Regions from separate parts of the Gasterosteus aculeatus genome. Here region 2 is linked to region 1. The links are chromatin contacts, called in public Hi-C maps. All regions are on one chromosome and are shown on one strand. Each heading gives the region's core, a stretch centred on a gene start, on an enhancer-like site or on the middle of the called end of the contact. The rest is flanking DNA. Distances are from core to core; before and after follow the strand shown.

The links. A called contact is a pair of places that touch in the nucleus more often than the background predicts.
Region 2: a contact with region 1 is called in a Hi-C map of skeletal muscle, with 4 times the contacts expected there. The contact joins the enhancer-like site here to the promoter of LOC144383173 in region 1. A contact is called at or near these places in 5 of 6 Hi-C or Micro-C datasets (liver, skeletal muscle, tail fin and 1 more).

The regions. Positions count from the first base shown.
Region 1 is chr9:1,668,749-1,674,502 of fGasAcu3.hap1.1, forward strand. It overlaps LOC144383173, which reads left to right and starts at 3,164. Exons shown (of 3, transcript XM_078080054.1): 1 at 3,164-4,674; 2 at 4,825-4,877; 3 at 5,039-5,537. The coding sequence starts at 4,632. The coding sequence ends at 5,398. melk (maternal embryonic leucine zipper kinase) reads left to right here. Exons shown (of 18, transcript XM_040187290.2): 11 at 72-158; 12 at 263-394; 13 at 502-660; 14 at 758-989; 15 at 1,904-2,000; 16 at 2,465-2,621; 17 at 2,711-2,814; 18 at 2,916-3,527. The coding sequence ends at 3,093.
Region 2 is chr9:1,767,877-1,773,937 of fGasAcu3.hap1.1, forward strand. It overlaps zcchc7 (zinc finger, CCHC domain containing 7), which reads left to right. Exons shown (of 10, transcript XM_040187293.2): 8 at 2,865-2,963; 9 at 3,043-3,160; 10 at 3,967-6,061. The coding sequence ends at 4,565. Among protein-coding and RNA genes, the nearest start is that of pgm2, 3.7 kb to the right of the region's middle. Within about 2 kb of position 1,300, at least 3 of the 9 cell types and tissues checked have open chromatin away from gene starts, as enhancers often do.

The DNA of each region.
Region 1 (5,754 bases), core at 1,914-4,413:
CACACCCCCTGAACCAATCCCACATTCCGTAGCATGCATACGATTACTAGCACACCTGGTCTCCTCTGTAGTCCGGCCACATCGACAAGGACTGCATCACCGAGATGGCCGTCAGCATGAAGCGGTCGAGGGAGAGCGCCACGGCGCTGGTCAGCGAGGTGTGTGCGCGCGTCTGAACGTTTTATCGCGCCGGTCACTTTGTCCGCTGTGGTCGCAGCGGCTCCCCCGCGCGCGCTCTCTCAACACGTGTGACCTCCCACAGTGGCGGTACGACCAGACGACCGCCACCTACCTGCTGCTGCTGTCCAAGAAGCAGAGGGGGAGGCCTGTTCGCCTGCGGCCCGAACCCACCGCGCGCGAGGACTCCTGCTCACCGCTGCACCAGGGACTACAGGTCTCCTGGGCTCCGTTCTCTGTGACTCCACCCGTGACACCAGAACCTCCTGGTTTTAGTTTGACCCCTTTGACCTCCTGTTGTCTTCCTTTGCCCCGTGCGTCCAGACGAGGGAAGCCCTCCACTTCAGCGAGGACGAGGACGCTGTCATCGTGGGTTCTCTGGACTTTGCCTCGGATTACGTCGACGACTGGGCTCGGGTCCCACGATACACACCAAAGGGGGTCCGAGGTCAGCCGGATGGCGCGGCCAACCACAGGAACGCGGTATGGGAACGCCGCAACGCCAAGTCTTTTGCCTCATGGATGGGGGAGAAGAAAAAAAAATGACCTCACCAATTTCCTCTCTTCTGTGCTCCCAAAGACCCCAGCGTCTCCGTCAGAGACCCCAGAGAGAGGCCGAGCCACAGCGCCGCACCGCCAGGAGAGGAGGGGCCGAGACCAGGAGAACAAGGAGAACGTGGCCGTGCAGGAGAAGGACGTGGACATATTCGCGCTGCCGCCTCCTCGCACGCCTGCATCCGGCAAGAAGAGCAGCCGGCCCAACAGGAACGCGTTGACCACGCCCAACCACAACGCTAACGTCACTCCTAAAGGTAAGGGGAGTGCTGGGGTAGAGGCCACGCAGCTCAAGTTTATCACGTGCTTTTGTTTGTACGCCATAATTGTTTTTGTTCCAAAGAAGCACTTCTCCATTTGATTATTTAGCCGGCTGTCCCTCTCCACGCCGCTCTCTTCCATTTATTTGTTCTGTCGCTCTTATAATCACGTCCACGTGCCACACATTTGCAAATAAATTGTCCCGTGGTAATAAACTCGTTTATTTGGGCCGGTTTCCACGCCGAAGCCTCTCATATTTCCGACGATGTAGCTCATTAGGGAAATCGCCGGAAACGGACACACGCAAACTTATCTCTTGTCAACTCGCCACCGAGGCTATTATCGGGGCGCTAATTCTGTCCACTTATCTGCAAATGAAGGACGCCGTTATGAATGAAGGATCATTAAAGTCTCAATTGTTTTTCAAAGTGAATCGGCTGCTGGGATGTGTGGCCGCGTTGGTTTCCTCTGACGGCGTTAAACCCCGTTGGCACGTGGCTCGGTCCTGCTGCGCGCTCTGCCTCCTGCTGCCTGAGCTGCGGCGCAGACGTGCTGAAACACACAGACACACACACACACACATATAAAGTGGTGTGTGTGTGTGTGTGTGTGTGTCCCCAGGCGTGTGCTGTGACAGGTGTAGCTGTCTCTTCCTCTGCTCACCGTCCCACGTGGGCTGTAGTGACATGTGTTTTCTTGCCACTAAATCTCTCTCCCTTTTGTGTGTGTGTGTGTGTGTGTGTGTGTGTGTGTTCTGAATGAATCTTCTATTAAAACAAAACTCAAAAAACCTCAAATCAAATGTCTCGTTGTAAATGTTCCGCTGCAGGGCGATGCTAGTGGTGAGTGAGGTTAACGTGTCTGTACCCTTTGTTTTTAACCACGGGGTCTATTCCTGTTTGTCTGTCAGGATGCGGCAGCGCTTCTAAAGAGCACGATAAGAAGCGAGCGGCAGAGCTCAAGGAGCTTGCGGATGTTGAAATCCTGACTTTCAGTCCTGAGCGAAGGTGAGCGGGAAAGTGAGAGCGGCTGGATGTGATGAATATGGACGGGAGGGAGGATCCAACTCGTAGGCAAAGCTTTGTTTACATTGGTGCTTGAGGTCACGGATGCACAGAGGCGTGTATCTACACAAACATTCACCACGCCGAGGAGGGACTGATTACCTGTAAACCATTATCCCATCAACTACTTTATATCCTTTGTATAAGCTCAGTAAAGAAACAATGGTGCCTTTATCAGGGAACTATTTGTGTCATGTGATCGCGTTCTATTCAGAGGTGTCTCCTCAGGGTGGCCGATAAAACAAAGGATTCATTCTAATTCTAAAGAAGGATCTTTGTCCAACTGCCTTGTTAGTTTGAATGAAAGACGCTAAATGATTCTAGAATTGGACTAAAATGTAAAAGCGACCGACGAGGTAAGAGCCCAGCGGGACGACTTGACCTGAGACGCGCTTTGCCGACCCCAGGTCTCGGTCGCTGGACATGGCGGTCGTCGGGGACAGCGAGAAGAAGAGGAGGGGGGGAAAGGTGTTCGGTTCGCTGGAGAGAGGCCTGGACAAGATGATCACCATGCTCACTCCCAACAAGCGGCGAGCGCTGCGAGACGGCCCGCGCAAGATCAAGGTACGGAGCGAGACGGCGCCGCCACCACGCGAGCTCTGCGCCGTGAGCATCGCCCGCATCACCCTGTCTCTCTCTCCTTTCCCTGCTAGGCGCAGTACAACGTCACTCTGACCAGTCAGACCAATCCAGACCAGGTCCTCAACCAGATCCTGTCCAACCTGCCCGAGAAGAACGTTGACTTCACACAGAAGGGGTAAGGAGGCGACTCGCCACGCCCGCCCTCTCTCCCACGCAGACGCCCCCGGCGTTCGATCGCCGTCCCCCTAACGTCCCCGCGCCGCGTTCTCTCTTTAGGTACACCCTGAAGTGCCGGACGAGGGGCGACCACAAGAAGGTAACCATGGCGTTTGAGCTGGAGGTGTGCATGCTGCAGAGGCCGGAGGTCGTCGGGATCCGGCGCCAGAGGCTGAAGGGAGACGCCTGGGTCTACAAGCACCTGGTGGAGGACATCCTGTCCATGTCCAGGATCTGACGCTTCGCACTTTCCTCACGACGCCGCTTCCCGTTGAAGGCACTGGGCCTTTTGCGGTCCTGATGCGTGATGGATGCACAGAGTCACGCACGGCGCCCCAGCCTCATCATTCACAGTGAATACTTCCGTTTGTCCGTAGGCCAGCCTGCAATCCCCCGAGTACATGTTACACGCCAGGATCCTGTACAGCGCGTCTGGCTCTATGCAAAGCGCTGCTCTTTTAATTCGTAACTATTAAGCTACAGGAGGCTGTTTACAGGAAACCTTCGGGCTGCTCATATTTATGTCTCCATGTTTTATTCTCCCCTGTGGATGGAATTCACTGTCATTAATGTACATGCTTGCAATTTGTAAACTTCTCATTGGTGCTTTTAGTGTCTGTCACATTTCTATTGACGTAAAAGGAGCAAAATAAATGATTTCTGGTGACAATACAACAGACAATTTAGATTCATTTATCTACCACGCCATCACACACACACATATATATATATATATATATATATATACACATATATATATATATATATATATATACACATACATTTTGTCATTCACTCAGCAGTTTGATGGAGCAGTGGTGTGTTTTACACTCTTGTCAACATCCTTCTGTTCCTTTCCTGGTCTTCACTCCTCTTTGTTACTAAGATTGATGGTGATGGTTTAGCTGAGTGACAGCATCTGTCAGTTCCTATTTAGTGGAAAGAGATGAATCTAAAGCCGTTACCTTACATGTCGAACACACGTTTCCATCATGGAAACTATTTATGATTACTATTTTTTTTTCCTCCTGCATTTTATAGAAAAATACCACCTACCTGAAATATCTATCTGTGTGTTTTATACTTGAAAGGCACGTTGGATCATTCTTGGCCACGTTGGGAGATGAGTAGAGCGCCCGATGCTTATGGCTGAATAATGATGGCAGCATCTGAAGAGCCCCTCCGCCCCCTCATAACAGCGCTGCGTCTCATCGGCGCCCAATGGCGGCCGGTTCTCCTTGGCGTCCCAGCAGGGGAGGGCGAGGCAACGCCGGGTGGAGCTGATGATAAGGGGGGGGGGGTTTAACCTTAATGCAGTCAGAGAGGATTGGGGGGGGCGGGATGCTAATTTAAGACAGAGGTGAAGGTGGAAAATGGAGAGATCAAATGCAGGTGTGCGCGTGTGTAGACAACAGCTGGAGTCAAAGGCAGCTGTCGCCTTTCTCACATACAAGAGATTCTTCTCTTCACCGGGAAGATCATTCACTTGTTCCTCCTTTAACTAACACGCGAATGAAATCTCGTACTGGTGTGTAAATCTAAATAAAGCGACATGAAGGGATTCTTGTCGTTGTCCCTCCTTTCAAACAGGGGGCACTGCAACCTGTGTGCCCACGTTGGGAACTCCAGCCCATGCTTGTTTGACAGGAGCAGCACAAGAAGGCAAGTCTGAGGAGGACGAAGTCATTAAAGCTGAGCCCTTCGGTGAGTAGAAGTCGTTCTCGCCGGCGGATTTCGGTTCACTTTTTGCGTTTGTTCTTCTCAGGCCTGAGAGACATGAGGCTCCTTCTGACGACCGTCCTCGTCCTCCTTTTCCTCTGTGAGTTTGTTTTTGTGAGCAGAGCGGCGGCTCTGATACGCTCCAATCATTTTTGATTGCAAGAACATTTTTTAGTTTTTTTTTTTGTGAGGCGGCTTGACGACGTCCTTCTGGTATTCTCCTCTGACGGCGTGTCTGTATATTTTTCAGGGCTTCGAAAGTCTCAGATGTCCGATGATGGATTGCGTGGAAATCCTTGTGAGGTAGTTTGATTCAAGTAATTTGGGCTTTTCATCCAGAGGTTCCCAGCTCGAAGATTTACTGCCATTTTCCCTTTTTTTTCTAAAGAAGCTAAAAAGCCAATCCTGAAGTTGGTGGAGACCAAAAGGCCGTCACCTCCACTTTTGTCTCTGTCCCCCTGCAGGCCGCGTCCCTCCTCTCGTCCCCCCTCCTCCTGTACCCGTGGCTGACGTCCACGCTGCTCCGGCTCGTCCTGTCCGTCCCGCCTCTCGTCCTCGGCGCCCTGCATCACTCCCTGGCGCTGCTCCTCGCCTGTCCCTGGTGCGTCGCCGCCGCCTGCGTCTCTCTGCTGCTGACGGGCCTCCGCGTGGCCGTCTACCTGCTCCACCTGGCCCTGGCGATCGGGGCGGTGGCCATTTTGACCCTGGCGCGGCACGAGATGGCCGACGGCCACGCGGCGGACGCGAGAGCTCTGCGCCGGCGGGGGGAAAGCGGAGCGGCGGCGGGCGAGGCCATTGACTGCGGCGAGGATTCGCGGGGCTGATCTATTTCCTCCGAGCTTCCACCTCCGTTCATTTAATGGTCACGCAACGGCGGCTTCGTATTTGCCACAGATTGTGTTTTAAATTGGCTTAGAGAAACTTTGTAGCAGACGAAAATGAATAAATAAAAAGCACCTTTTATCGCGTGTCCTTGTGATCTAAACGAGGGTGAAAACACATCTGCTCGCTGCTACTTTAACAAGTGTACAGTTATTTCTCCATCGGCGTCTCTAAGCGTGCCCCCCCCCAATTATCTGCGGATTGTTGTGCTGTCCCCCCCCCCCCATTCGCAGATGTTATCATTAGACATGTCCGTCAAATGGAGATGAGCGGATAAGGGAAGAGAGGAAGGAATACG
Region 2 (6,061 bases), core at 50-2,549, 97 kb after region 1:
TGGCATTTCCCCTCTCTGCTAACGACAAAATCAGGAGTCCCGCTGACTGACGGGAGGAGATACGACGAGCTTCTGGGAATTCTCTGTGTGTGTGTGTGTTCAGGTCTTTGTGACACAAAGGGGGCAGAAATCACATCTGGTTATTCGGAGACGCCCCGTCCCCTTCCTCCTCCAGAGCCCCACACACCTCCACCTCAGACGGGTGTCCAGGACGATTGATTCTCTCCTTCCCGTCCAACACTGGCAGAAAACTATAATTGGATTCTTTACAATTTTTTCCATTAGCCTTAATAAATCCCAACGGAAGAGTAAACGGATTGGAGGTTCTCTGGTTAATTCATCGATTCTCCTTGAAAACACGCTGTGTTCACATTATAGCCATTTCGCAATGGTCTAATTACCCCCCCACCCCCTGTTAACATAATGTGTACATACTGGCACACAGACACACACTCGCGCACCATGAGGGTGTGTTTGTTTTGGTAGGAGCCCAGTCGTGGTGGTGATGTGTTGTGAGGCTGTTTATAATGATAAAAACACGCAGTCGATCCCCGCGGCTCTGGTAACAGGCAAACCTCCCCCCCTTACACACACACACACACACACACACACACACACACACACACACAAGTCTGTTTGCTTCTCGGATTGTGTTCAATAACTGTGTGTGTTTGTGTGCGTTCCTTCCCGATTGTTGTCAGTAACTGTCTGAGCTTTGTGTCGGCCGAAGGATTATCACGGCAAGGAGGTGTGTGTGTGTGTGTGTGTGTGTGAGGCCACGGATGGCTGGTTGTCTGTGTCCACCCAGCGAAGCCCTTAGGACCTTTCTTCAACACCCTCGTACACACACACACACACACACACTCGGTCCTCTTCCAGCTTCCGTCCCCTGGTGTGTCTGACTGGCAAAGTGTCCCATCAGCAGGAGGTGGATGAGACTCAGAGGCCTGTTAGTCAAACACACACACACAAGCTTTTGTTTTGTTCAATGTCGTCTCCCACGCCGGGAAAAAGCCTGTCAGGACCGTTTATGAATAGAGAGGTTATGATCTTTTTTTGGGGGGAAAGCAGGAAAGATGAATAATTGATTAATTTAACCAGATTAAATGTCTTGAACAGAAAACACGAGTCATCTGAATAAAATAAAAAATGGTGCGACAGGATGATGTGTTAAAACCTAGAAAAACACCTCTGAGAATCCTTGTGGAGCCAAAACAACCAGCCATCTCAAAGGAACACACACACTCGCACTGACTCGCACATCGCTTCAGGCCGCGTGTTGGTGATGTCATCAACGGTCACAACCAGGAAATAGTGTCTGTTTGAACCACTTCTTCTTTCCCGTCTGTTGAAGCGTCTTTGTGAGACTGTGGGAACCGTCTCAGCAAACGGATGTTATCTGTCTTCTAAAATATGCTGAGAACAGCAGGTTTATAGCTCTATTAAAATATTTCTACAGCATGATTGTTCAGTAACAGACAGAAGACGGAAGCTTTTTTAATTTATTTTTTAAGAGATAATAAAGGGGAAACTTTTTTTTTTCCTCCATTTAAAGAAAAAAAAAAAATGTATGCATGACTCAAGCATGTGCTTTTTTTACTAGCGTGATGACTGAGCGTTAAGCCCAATCTGTGGAATCAATCTGCTTCCTCCCCTCTGGGCCTTAAAAGAGAGACTAACACTAGATCGGTGGCGGGCGAGTCAAAGCTAAGCGTCAACATAAATGTCTTCTTGACTTACCGCCGTACAGCCGGACTCTTCTCCAAAGACACCAAAGCGATAGGCAGACAACTCCTCACACGCACGCACAGCTTTTTATTTATTATTTCAGTCAACTATAACAGCTTGATGGGGGAGTCGCGGGGGGGTGGGGGGGGGGGAGATTTAATTTCTCTCTCTCTGCTGCTTTCATTGCGTCTGTGTGCCGGATCAGAGTACGCAGAGATAACGTGAGCCCAAGGTCAGGGGGGGAGACACAGGGAGACCTGCAGCCAATTTACATGAACGATGAATGGGCGAGGGGGTGGAGGGGTGGGACAGGGGGGGGGCTCGATACCGGGGACTGTGTTCTCCTTAGGGTGCACGTGTGTGTTCATTGGGCGTGTGTGCGTGCGTGTGTGTGTGTGTGTGTGTGCGTGCGTGCGAGCGGTCTGTGATCTCCTGGCCTTTGTGATGGAGATGGGACCGGCCGGCCTGACCCGATAATGACGCGATGCTCTAATAGCATTCATCCTTTCTGCTGCAAAACTACTCAAGCGGAAAAGAGCGAGAGGAGAGGGGGAGGAGAGGGGGAGGAGAGGAGGAGGGGGAGGAAAAGAAAAGTGGGGGCCGGTTAGGGAAGCTATGTTTAAAATACGACGCAAATCATTTGTAATCTCAGAATCAGGGTTCAAAGAGGGACGGGTGGGGGCACCTTAGATCAGTGTGAAGCTGTGTGTGTGTGTGTGTGTGTGTGTGTGTGTGTGTGTGTGTGTGTGTGTGTGTGTGTGTGAGACATTTAGCAGTAAATACGCTGTGACTGTGTCTCCTCGCTCTCTTTATCGGTTCATATTTGCTGCGGGCGACGGAGCGTGGAAGGCTTTCAGGACGCCGGCCCAAAGGGGACGGGACCCTGTGTCCCGCACACACGCAGACGCTTGCTTATCACGAAGGGTCATTACAGGCCTCTAACTACAGCCTCCGCAATCAGCGCGTTACATCGGCAGACCTGCGCAGCGCGTACCAGTAAAGACCATGGGAATGAGAGCAGGGGGACACAAATAGACGGTGACACCGCCACAGTTATTTCTTTTTTTTTTCGTTATGAAAAGAATAATCCCGTAACAATCCCTCCCCCCTTTTTCACTCCCTGCGTCTGTGCTTAGACCAAGGCGGGAACTCCCACCAGCCTGCGGCACGACCAGGCGGGGGGGACGCGGCCGGCCTACTGCTACAACTGCTCCATGAGGGGACACTTTGGACACGTGAGTACCTCGCTGTGTCCCCTCTGCAGTAACTTTCCCACCCATATTGTTCTGATGCGACCCGACGCGTTTTCACCAGGCGTGTGGAAGCCAGAAGATGTACAACTGGACGTATCACTGCAGCACTTTCATCAACTACTACGACACGAAGAGAGACATCAAACGCAGAGAGCAGTCGGTGTCGGCGAAGGCCAAAGGTGAGTCGCACAAACAGGCACTTCCACCCGCTCGTCTTTGTGATGATGCCTCTTTGACCTTTGGCCTTCTGCCTCTGCAGGCAGCTGGAGGGTTTGTTTGCTGTCAGTTGTGAGAGCAGAAGTATACAGACATTACCAATACATGAATGTACAGCAAAAAGCTGTGTATTACTTGTTCAAATGATAGTATTATCAAAAAGAATGAGAAGTCCCCTCCACTCCAAACGCCTTCTGCTTTTGACCGTAACTATCAAAGTCTGTGCCATTCCTCTAATGAAGAGCCGGATCCCTAAAAAAGATTCCAAAATACTCAGCAAGCTGGATTCGGTTCTTCAAAATTCATTAGCCGACGTCTGATGAGTGAAACCGAAACACATATCAAAGACAAAAAGGATATCGAACCTGACACGTTAGAGGGCCCCAAACGAGCCCGAGTACCAGAAATAAATACACGCTGCGTCAGCTATGAGCCAACAAGCAGCGTGAAGAGACAAAGACGCTGTCTACGTGTATCGCTGGGACTCATACATGCATTCATTTCTTTCTCCAATCTAATTTATTGTAAAAATGTCTTTGGGTTTGCTGACAACTATTAGACAATTATGTCTGACGCTTCTGTTTCAATCTTTAAGAATGGAATTTACTTCATCTTACGTTTTATGTCAAATTTTCACTAAAGAGGGAAGACAAAATATTACAATTGCTTTACAGTTATTTAAAAAAATGAATCACTAGTGTTGAATTCACTCAAACCTGAAGTCACATGACTAAATAATGAACAACCTTTCGTTTCCTTCACCTTTCAGAACTGAAGAAAAACGGCTTTTTCACAAACAGTGTTCAGACCCACCTCGCTGCGGGACCGCCCATTAAGAAACGCAAATTTGACCATTACAACCACCACCCCCACCCGCTGGCCCGCCCGCCCCACCAGACCCCCAGCGGCCACAAACCCAACCACATCTTCTTCAAGGGGGGCGACGTCTTCACGCCGCCCAAAACCAAGAAGAACCATAAGAACAAGCGCCAGGAGAGCAACGCGAAACCGTGGAAACCCAAGAGGCCGGTTCCCGCCGCCAAAGCCCCCGTCGCCACGGCCAAAGTCATCGTGGATGAAGCGAAGGACTTTCCTCGAGGTGGAGGCAAGGGAGGAGATGTGAAGGCGAAGAAGAAGAAGAAGATGATGGGGAGGAGCAAGCAGCAAGCCCACATCGAGGGTGACCCGGACCGCCTCGGTTGGACCGTCGCGGGGGAGATGCAGGGGGCGGGGTCCAAGCCGCAGAAGAAGAAGAAGAAGAAGAAGAACCAAAAGCAGAAGAAGACACCCAGAAAGGCGGCCGCGGAGGAGATGTACCCGACGGATGAGAACCTGTTCCTCATCAAGCAGAGGAAGCGCAGAAAATAGAGGCCAGGACGCACGCCGGTTCACGGCGGCTTTGGGCTCATCTCAGACTCTCAGTTGGGGAGTTGGAGTGCTGCGTGGAAGAGTTCATCTGACCTTTTTTTCTTTCTTTTTCTTAGCTGAAGACGCTTTGACGCAGTAGGAAAAGCACAGATGTAAATAATGAGAGTGATGAAGGCTGAATGTTTCAGGGTGCGGTTGGGGGTCCTACTGGGACGCCTGAGGTCACAAGTCTACAAGTCTGGTTTAAAGTAACAGCTGGGAGTCCGTGAACGTTACACTCGGTGTCAATGCAGTTTGGGAAACAGTCATGAAAAACATCTATTGGTTTTCTGCACAGGAACTTATTTATTTTTGTCGCTCAGAACTTTCTTTTTTTTTAAGTTTCAAAGTGAAGTGTTAAACACAGAAGTTTAGTTTAGGCAACAAAAAAATGTAGTGACCAGGAATAAGGCTCCTGGTTGACTTTCCTCTGCCAGTAATTTATTCCAACTAAGACAAAAACAACAAAAAAGTTGTGTCCTTGTACACAAAGCCACAAATTGGATTTCAGGACTATTTCTCAAACTGCCACGATTACCGAGCTGGAACATTGAGGTCATTCCTCCTGTCCATACTGGTCCCATATGAAGACCCCCCCTCAGGCGCCCGGTGAGGGACGGCTGACACAATTCACTGCTACAAAATGTATTTCAACGGGGAATCTATCCAAAACTACAGTGAGAGTTAGACAAATCGTGTCGATTCCTTTCTAAAGTCCACCAGGGGAACACTGCCCAGGGCAGCAGAAAGGACAGATGTTGGTACTAAAACATACGTCACTTTGTGGCTGTCCTCTAGATTTGTCGAACTCAGGCCGCTGATAAACGTTTGAATACATTTTTGCTCTTAGGACCTACTCTGGAAGCCCTTTAAAAAGATGTTCACTGTGACTGGCAGGGGTTACAGAACCTTTGTGAAGCTTTCCTTTCAATTTTATTATTTCCACTTGTGATTTTACTGCTATGAGGAGTCTTTCTGCTGAGAAAATAAGGCTGTTTTTATTCAGTCCAGTAGTTATTTAAGTCACTTCCTGTGTTAATGGACAGCGATTAGTTACTGTTGCCTAATAACTTTTCAGTTATTAGTAGATGGTGTAATAAGAAATCGTTCAGATGATCGATTGATGTCCTTATTATATTCTCCAGTATAGTTGCTAACATAATTCTCTGTTTGAAGTATAATCAGATCATTTCCTAGCACCTCTGCATCCCCAAAGAATGGGAATTTTTTTGTTCCAATACTACCCAAAATGGTCCGTTTCACATTTAGAACAGAAGAATTTCCATTTTTTTTACACTTCATCTGTAAATGTTTTAAATATGAGCATAACTGTAAATACCTCTATTACACATGGACCGTTTTAACCCCTTCAACCATCCTCCACATCGAGTCTGTTAACATGATGACAACATGAAAAGAGGTTGAGACCGTTGCTTGATAACATAAATACTGGCTGC